3 separate regions of the Mus musculus genome follow, and regions 2 and 3 are each linked to region 1. Evidence: chromatin contacts called from public Hi-C and HiChIP or PLAC-seq data. All regions are on one chromosome and are shown on one strand. The core of a region is the stretch at or near the end of the contact, and the rest is flanking DNA. Distances in the headings are between cores, read along the strand shown.

The links. A called contact is a pair of places that touch in the nucleus more often than the background predicts. HiChIP or PLAC-seq counts read pairs in DNA pulled down with a chosen protein or histone mark.
Region 2: an H3K27ac HiChIP or PLAC-seq map of heart atrium shows a contact between it and region 1, with 5 times the contacts expected there. The contact joins two enhancer-like sites. A contact is called at or near these places in 5 of 484 Hi-C or Micro-C datasets (the 3T3-L1 cell line, 3T3-L1-derived adipocytes, cerebellum and 2 more), 2 of 115 datasets of contacts at active chromatin or transcription factors (embryonic stem cells and heart atrium) and 1 of 9 other capture datasets (embryonic stem cells).
Region 3: a contact with region 1 is called in a Hi-C map of uterus, with 4 times the contacts expected there. The contact joins two enhancer-like sites. A contact is called at or near these places in 2 of 484 Hi-C or Micro-C datasets (both in uterus), 1 of 115 datasets of contacts at active chromatin or transcription factors (fibro-adipogenic progenitors) and 1 of 9 other capture datasets (embryonic stem cells).

Annotation. Positions count from the first base shown.
Region 1 is chr5:74,310,120-74,313,045 of GRCm38.p6, reverse strand. All of the region lies in intron 5 of Scfd2 (Sec1 family domain containing 2), which reads left to right. Among named protein-coding and RNA genes, the nearest start is that of Gm32064, 5.0 kb to the left of the region's middle. Within about 2 kb of position 1,400, at least 31 of the 459 cell types and tissues checked have an H3K27ac peak or open chromatin away from gene starts, as enhancers often do. A contact at or near this core is called in heart atrium and uterus, where this site is marked.
Region 2 is chr5:73,688,747-73,691,672 of GRCm38.p6, reverse strand. No RefSeq gene overlaps it. Among named protein-coding and RNA genes, the nearest start is that of Gm34902, 38 kb to the right of the region's middle. Within about 2 kb of position 1,357, at least 12 of the 459 cell types and tissues checked have an H3K27ac peak or open chromatin away from gene starts, as enhancers often do. A contact at or near this core is called in heart atrium, where this site is marked.
Region 3 is chr5:74,873,370-74,876,295 of GRCm38.p6, reverse strand. No RefSeq gene overlaps it. Among named protein-coding and RNA genes, the nearest start is that of Gm52779, 69 kb to the left of the region's middle. Within about 2 kb of position 1,390, at least 27 of the 459 cell types and tissues checked have an H3K27ac peak or open chromatin away from gene starts, as enhancers often do. A contact at or near this core is called in uterus, where this site is marked.

The DNA.
Region 1 (2,926 bases), core at 151-2,650:
TGACTGTCTGTTTATTGTGTTTGTCCATGCACAAGCCTGCATGGCATTCAGTCTCCTTCAAGATGCACACAGAAGAGGTCCACCAGCATCATTGGAAGTTTGGGCGAGTTGCATCGCTCCCACGGCACGCTTCTAGTAAACTTGTTTCCTTCATCCTCTCTGCTTCCGTGTGATTGAAATGTTCCCGAGTTGGTTTCTTCAAAGTGTCAAGTGGTCCGCGTGGTGCCCTTGCTTTTCATGTGATTGAAATGTTTCTCACATTTGTCCCTTGTGGGTGTCATGTGGACCGTGTGGCGCCCTTGCACAGCCCTTCCCAGCATTTGATGAAGTTTCCCTTATTTTTAGGAATCTGAAAATAGCCCATTGTATTATAATTAGCCAGTGGTAACCACCCAAATATGATTAGTATGGCAAGGACTTCTGCTTCTTCTCTCTTCCAGGGGAGAGGATGTGGGTGGGGGGAAAAGGCTGGGTAATATTTTGAGCATTTTTTTAATGTCGTTAAATACTTAAGAAGCCTTAGGAAATATTTGTGTTTTCAGGTTCTCTAGGAGGCTTTTGAAAAATACTTACACAGCTAATTTCAAACGAAATATTTAAAACTCTGGGGAGCTAAGTCTTTCACTTTTATCCTAATAGAGCCACTTATAGTACCAGCCTTCAATTTGTCTAGTACAAAGAAAATGAGAAACCTGCCCATGACTAGTGAGCTCAAGAGTGGTCTCAGTCAATGGAAAGTTCATTCCCAAAGTTCTGCACAAGTATTTAGCAGAGTTTTAAAAATTCCTATTGTAACAGTTTTGCCCAGTTTTTCTGACTCTCACTAAGCCCTAAGAAGAACACACTAGCGCAGACAAGATTTACCGTTTGCTTGGCTGCTTTTGCCTCTGTATGATCCAGGAGTGCTAACCCAAAAGATGCCTGCAGCAGTAGATTACTTCCCATGGCAACTGACTGCAATGTTACAAACATGAAGCGTTGGCCAGTTCTGCCTGGAGAGTAAGGACAGTTCCTGTTCGAATGGGGTCACTCAAAACTGAGGCCAAGGGTGACATGATCAGAGCCGCTTCCAGCATGTGTCCTTTCAAAGAGATGTTCTCATCGCCCCCAGAGCTTCATTTTAACTTGTGAGAGTTGAGCTTGTCTGTTGTTGTTGTTGTTGTTGTTGTTATTTAATGTTTTGTTTGCCTTTTTATTTCCCTACCCAAGTTGACCCACTGAGAAAGAAGTTATTTTTAGCTTTGGAAACCTCTGTAAGAAACAGTCTCTGCCTTCTAACTAAACTTTACAAGAAAGATTTATTTTGGAACTTTGGTCAAAAGCATCTGTACTCTGCTGGACAAACATCTGTCTTCCAACAAGAGTTGCTGGCCTTCTGATGCTGGTTAATCTGGGTTTGTACTTCAGAGTCCCACAGAGCAGCGTACACTCATTTGTTGATCCATAGCGCCTCTTGGTGGCCAATGTAGGTTACTGCAGAAGGAAAATGAAGCCCCCTCCCTTTCCCAAGTTTAGCAAGTTCTTAGAGACAAGTTTTAATGCAGGCACAGCTTGAAGATATGATCTGAAGAAGCTATGGGAGCACACGAGCTGGGCCGCTCTGCTAGAGCATGGCCATGGCAGAGGATCCCACTGAGCTGGTGTTGTAAGGACGATGGGAAGAGCCACATACTGACCAACCTCAGCCTTCTCTGGTCTGCCTGATTGACAGCATGCGCTTGACAGACTGGGCTGTTCCTGGCAAGCCTGCTCCCAGTTCCCCTGTTGCTTCTTCCATGCATGGGCATAAGATTATAGATGGGGTTTTTGTCATTAGGATGCTTGCATTCTTTACTGTCAGTTCCTTCTAAGGAGAGCTGTTGTCTTCCCCACCTCTGAATCCCAGACACGAAGCCCAAAGTCTGGGTGCATGGGAAGTGTCTAAGAACCAATCGTGATGCATGAAGACATAAAATTCATAATTATGGACTGTCCTAACAACACAGGCATATTCTTAGTTTTCATTACTGTACTTCTCTGTATTTACTCTTGTTAAATTCCCTTAAATATAGTGATCTCCGCTTGATGAAAAACCTAGGCAGAAAATAACAGCTCCCCACCCCATAACAAAGCTGGGCAGTTGAAAGGCGTCCCCCACTTCTCCCTTCTGACTTTCTAACTTTTAGTTATCTGCTAAATCATTACCTTGCAGTGTCAGTTTGTATTCAAAACATCTGCTAAAACTACTTCACCAGTAACATTTTCTAGTGGAAACTAGCTTAGAGTAAACCTAGTCCCCTATCTCCTAACAGCAGGCAATGCCGAATTACAGTGGCTTTCACAGACTAGAGATCCATGCTATGTCTGATTGTACCCTAACCAATTGTATCAGGGTGTGCTATGTAGAATTTTTAAAAAAGATATATCTGGCTATGTTTGAGAATTGAGCTGTATCCCACTGACCTCATATGTGTGTTCAACAAATATTTATTGATTTCCCATTGTGTACTTGGCATTGTGTAGGGTATGGAAGTAGATAAGTGTTTTTCTTCCCTAAGTCTTGTGAGGAGCCCCAGGCACCCTGATGCAGTGCACTCTGAGCTGTCATGGAATCATGCGTACCCAGCAGGCTAAGGCAGTGTAGGGGTGTGTCTGCAAGGGAGCTGCACACTGATGCTGTATGGATGGACTCTGTGGCCTTATCAAGGCAGCGAGCCACCTCTGTGGAGTCAGTCTGGGAGTAGTGTCTTGGAGGAGAGAATAGCCACACAAATAACACTGCATTCCACACATAGAATGTTCACATGGGCAAGGCAAGGAAGGAACGTGTGGATTGTAGGTGTGGTGGATAAGAACAGTTTCTGCCTGTAATTCCTCTGATCCCAGCCTTCAGCATCTTTGCTGAACTCTGTGTATCGGATCTTCATGCAAGGCGTTTCTCATGCCT
Region 2 (2,926 bases), core at 108-2,607, 620 kb after region 1:
AGTCCCTTTCTGGAATATGCCATCCACCACTGTCACATGCTCTCTTGTCAATGTGAGGCAATCCACCGTAAGTCCCTCACCAAAGTCTACTAGATGCCTGTACGCTTGCTTAGCTATCAGAATTGTAAATAAACAGACTTCTTTATTAGGTGCCTAACCCCTGGCGTTCTAGTATCACAAAGCTACAACATGCACCTGTTTCTCACAGTTCTTTCCTCCCCACTTCAAATATATCCCTCCTACAGACTCCTCTGTAAGCCTTTGCTTTTGCTCTCTGCCTTTCAGCACACAAGGGGAGGAACTCCCACCTGCTAGTAGGAAACCTTATTAAAGTCAAAAGAGTCTTCCCGGCTAGAGGAAAACACCAAAAGAGAGGCAAAATTAAAAACACTAAAAAGAACTCCAATTGACAGTATGTATCTGCAAGATGATGCCCTAAAGGGAGTCAATGTAGGTTAATGTTGATCTTCTGTCTCTTTCCTCTTGGTTCACTATATCTACCAGAGCCCTTAGTACCTCTCAGCCCCTACACAAATGGAGTCATGGTCCTATGGATGAGGCCACTCCTCATTCAAGGACATGACCTAGGAAACAACAATAGAAGCTCTTGAAACTGGAGATTCTGGGTCTCGGAGTGAAATCTCTCACCCAGCTGAGATGTAGAAAGACCCTAAAAACAGAAACCTACCAACCTGTGTGCAGGATTGCCTGCGAACAAAATGCCACTAAATCTCTGACATCCTGGGATTTGTCATCCTCTCGAAGGGATATTGGCATGCCGCCGTGTCTGAAGCTTCTGACCTGACAGTTTACAGCTGGAAGGGATCATGGCACCCCATGTCTGAAGTTGGCATCCACTCCACTCGAAAGCTACTCTGGAAGGCATGGGTGGCTTCAAGAATCATGGTTGACCAGACTCTGAACTTTCCCTTTTGGACACACAAGCTTCTATATTAGGATACCTCACACATTCAAGGCAAAACCATCTAAAGCAGTCTCCAGCTTGTGTCATACCAGAGTCTGAGGTGGGCAGTGAGCTTGCATACTCAAGAAAGAAAGGACCAACTCCCATCTTGCTTAGGCTGGTCCTGAGAAGTGCTGGTCTAAGTCAGGAGGGGGCCATCCCTGGAAACAGGCAATACCTTATTCTTAGCGCACCCTACTATCTCAAGTTACTGGGAAGCCCACATTCTCTGGGGAGCTCAGGCAGTCTGCTGTTCTTAAAGCTCTGAATGAGGGAAAGTGATGAAGTCATACCCAGCTGGCTTCCCTCAAAAAAGCTCAGAGAGTGTTCTGTTTAACATCACACTATCCCTGGTCCTCCCTCCATGTTTGCTGTGCCTCCCTCTGGGCTCTGGGACATCAAAGTTCAAAGGTCTATAGTCAGGCAGAGCCCTGGGGCTGAAGCTGACACTCCAGGCAAGACTGTGGGACACTGGGAACAAAATGGAACAAGATCGCTGACCCTGGTGTCTGCTGACTGTGTCTACACATGCACATTTAAAGGGGACAAAGAAAACACAAGACTCAAGGCAATTGTTTGGAGTTTCTGACAATAAGAAATGGGCCTCTCACCTATGGGGGATCTTGGAGAAAAGCCACAGAGGGTGTGAGGAGAGCACAAGTGGACAGCTTGTTATAAAGGGCTCAGCAGACAGAATGGAGTCATGCCCTGTTCCCATGAATGTATTTCTTGTGTAAAGACTTCGGGAAAAAACCTAAGGTGCAGACACACACACATCAGTCATATGCCTTTATCATACACTTGGGAGGCAGAGACAGGTGGATATCTGTGAGTTTAAGGCCAGCCTAGTTTACATAATGAGTTCCAAGTCAGCCAGTGCCCAGGGTCACTTAGCCTCTATATTGAAAGAAAGAAAGGAAGAAAGAAAGAAAGAAAGAAAGAAAGAGAGAGAGAGAGAGAGAGAGAGAGAGAGAGAGAGAGAGAGAGAGGGAGAGGGAGAGAGGGGGGGAGGAAGGAAGGAAGGAGAGGAAGGGAGAGAGAAGGAAAGAAAGAGAGGGAGAGAGCAAAGTGGGAGAGTAGAGAGAGGGGACAGGGAGAGACAGACAGACAGACAGAGAAGAAAACAGAAATTGGTTTATATAAGTCAGGCTGGTTTGTTTTTCTGTCCAAGAGCTTGAGGGAATACAACAAAATTCTAATGTTTACCCTGCCCTAAAATTACTAAACTACTTCTATCTTTTTTTTTTTTTATCTATGTGTAAGTATACCAAGTGGATGCCTGGTATCTATAGAAGCCAGAAGAAATCGTCAGACCCCCTGGAAGAGGAATTAAAGGCGGTTGTAGGCCACCTCGTGGATGCTGGGAATAGAACCCAGATCCTTTGCAAGGTCAGCCAGTGCTCCTAATTGCTAAGCCCTCTCTCCAGTGCCTCTATTTTCAAACATTAAAAATCAAAACAGAAGCTTGCTGAGGGTTCAGTAGTTGGTATTATGCATGAATCTACGTTTGTGGAAAGGAAAAAGGAAGGCTTCTTTGTTTCTCACAGCTTTACTGCCAACATTGGCATATTTAGAAATTAATGGCTATATTTAAATGCATTTAATTCTCTGGGAAAGGGGATCTTAACAGAGAGGTGGCTTAGTGGGACCTCTCCAAACAAAATCTCAGACTGTAGAGTGCTAGTGTTGGGTTAATTTTGCTTAAGGCATCTCTTCAACATAGTCAAAAGGATACACATTTCAGGACACTCAGCCAAAGAATGTACAGTAGAGCTAGTCCAGCAGTTAGCCAGGCTCCACTATCTGTCAGTATCTGTCTTTCGGTCTTTCCAATACAAGATGTTCTCTTTCAATGTGAGTGAAGATATTTTACTCAAAAAAGAGCCTCTGGCTGCTGAATTCCTTCAGTTTGACTCACTGCTCCCTTGAAAGATTAAGCACACTATTTTTAGAGCAGCCAGC
Region 3 (2,926 bases), core at 141-2,640, 560 kb before region 1:
AAGCTTCATTCTGTGGAGCAGGCCTCGGTCCAATCAGAGAGCTGTTAGTAACTCTACAAGACTCATGCACTGTTGCACCAGTGGCCAACCGTGCCTGACAGGCCAGGATTGCAGCGTGCAGGGCCAGACCATGGATGTTCTCCCCCATCCTGCAGTCTTCATGGTGTCTTTGGGCGCTATGAAAGCTGGCCGGCAAGGAAGAGGTATTCTGACCGGCTTGACACTGGTTTCTCCATATCCTGCAGTCAAAGTTCCTTGAGCAATCGGGTCTTTCCGTGTAGTTTTAGAGGGTGACCAAGGACAATAACAACAGCCTGTGTTGTTTTTAAAACCTCTGGGGCTACTTAATCCTCTAATCCCAGTATTCCCCAAAACCTTCCATGTTGTGTGTATTTTACTATCCCGTCAATTATTTTTATAATTGGGTTGTAGGGTAGTAAGTTTCCATGTGGCTCTCCAGCCATCCTCCCTTGGCATCCCGTCCTCCCTCATACCTTCTGGCTTCTGCCATATTCCCATGACCCTCTCTGCTTAAACCTTTCCATCCCCAACATTCCATCTCTCAACTTTTGTCTTCCATGTGACTTATTACACCCCTGACATGTTCCTTACAAAAGGCCCCTTTCTGGTTTCCTAGGAAGCTCAGCTCTTTCCTACAAAGTCTGGCTGCAGACATGCCCTTGGACCTGATAGTTGAAGATGAAAGGAATTGGTGGGTACAACTGGAAGAGAGCATTCTCACTGTGAGTTGCAATCAGCCTTAGAGAAAGTCATTCATTCATTCATTCATTCACTCATTCATTTACTCATTCATACATTCATACATTCACTCATCCATTCATTCAACAAATAGTTGTTCAACTCCTGCTGTGTGTCAGCCACTTAGGGTCATAAACTCTGGTGAGCAGAGAGGACCTATCTTCAAGCATTTTGTTTTTGCTATGGGGATGCTGACTCTGAAAGAGGAGTGCAGTTATAGCTGAGAATTTATAGAAAATGCAGCCAGCCCAGGAGAACTGGAGATGTGAGACGGCCTGAGAAAGCAGCAGTTGATACAGGTGGTGGTGGGCAGGCCCATCCCTTGGCCATTCTCACTGTTGAACTCTCTCTGCTTGATCTGTTTGTCTAACACAGTAACCTTTGAAACCGAGACATTCTTGAGTCGGCGTCTTAGGACAGACTCTTCCTGAGTTACTGACAATCCAAAACTGCTGAGAACACACCCCGAACCAGCCTGGAAGACACTGTGACCCCAGAAGGTTATGATCCAGCTCCAGGGCCAAGCACGGTATCTGATGTTTTCTGATCCCCAGGCCAAGCCAGGCCTGCTGGTTTCCTGTTTACCGCTTCTCACTTCGCCCCCTCTGTACCAGAGGGTCAGCTCCTAGTACAAGGTTGAGGACAAAGCCTTCCTGGGCTCATGCAGCCAATGGCTTTGCTGCAAAAAAACACCCCCACCAGCTCAAAGGAAGCATCGAAGGAATGTGGAGTGTGACTCAAGAAGGGGAGTGCAGAATTCTGCTGAAAGAAAAAGACAACCATCCCCGGCACCCTGGCCTGCATTCTCTGAGTAAACAATCTGGACAGAAAGTAGCTCACAGAAGGAGTGTGGCGACGGACAAAATCCCAGAGCCATTAGGGGATTCAGAAGTAACGAGAGCAAAACCACTTCAGGGAAGAGGCCTGGGTCAATTCCTATCATCCCAGTAACAAAGATAACTTGGTGAATACAGCCCCGTGTAAGCACATGGGATCTGGGCGAGGCCGGAGTCCTTTGATCCCTGAAGACTAAGGAACCATTTGTTGACCTCCAATACAATAGTGACCCACATCACAGGCATGCATATGTCATGCAGTGACCCCCCCCCCCCCTTTACCTGGTTCTTTCCCAGTCGGTCTGCTTGAGCCCTCCCTATGTGTTTTTTAGAAAGACTTTGTTGTTTTTCTGGTGGGACTCTGTGAGCTGACTGAGGTAACGCTGAGCCTCTGTGAGCTGGTTAAGACAATGCTAGTCTGGATACTGAAAACTCACAAACAGTAAAGGCCTTTCCTGGTTAGAGATCGTTTAGTCTCGAGAACTGAAATCCATTTCAGCAGGCAGAGACTTTTTGGTGATGTGAGGAGGACATATTTCTGGAACTACAGAGACACATCTCACATACCTGGGGGTGGGGACCCAGCCAGTTCAGAAGGCCTGGGACGGGAATCCTGGAACTGAGCCCCCTCTGCAGGCTTGTCTCTGCATAGATACCTCACCCTCTTCTCCCTTGCAAGCTGGCTTCCTCACATTTGAATGCCCATACAGACCCAGTTCTTGTTTCTTATGGCTCCATTCCTCAGGAAATATTGACTGCCTTCTGGACTTCAAATTCCTGTAGACAGGACTAGGCACACCACCTTAGATCAGAGTAGCTTTAGGTAGGGCCAAAGAATTCTTACAAACTAGTCCCGGAGGTTTCTGGAAAGGAAGCTGTAGGTGAAGACCTGAGAGAAGTTGCCATGTGACGTTATTCTTGGGGACACATGAACAAATCTCCCAGATAGGGAAGCAACGACAGGCCAAAGCAAGGATGCCACCAAAGGCCAACTTGGCGAAGCGATGAGCTTTATTTATAAGCAGTGAGTTACTTATAGGAGTATGGGTAAGGCATTATCTACAGGAGCAGAAATGACTCAAAGATGTATCACCAAAGCCCACCCCAGCACAGCCAACAATTCACAGAAGCTGGGAAACCAGGAGCCCCCTGCACAGCCTGCAGGCAGCGCAGCAGGTTGGACAGTGTCCTTTCAGGGTGGGCTGAGTATGTCTGAACTCTTCCAGGCCACTCAGATGGGTCTCTGCTTCTTCTGGGCAATGTCACATAATGTTCGCCCTTACTTAGTTCTTTTCTCAGCCTGTCTCTGCTTCTTTCAATCAGCCAAGTTT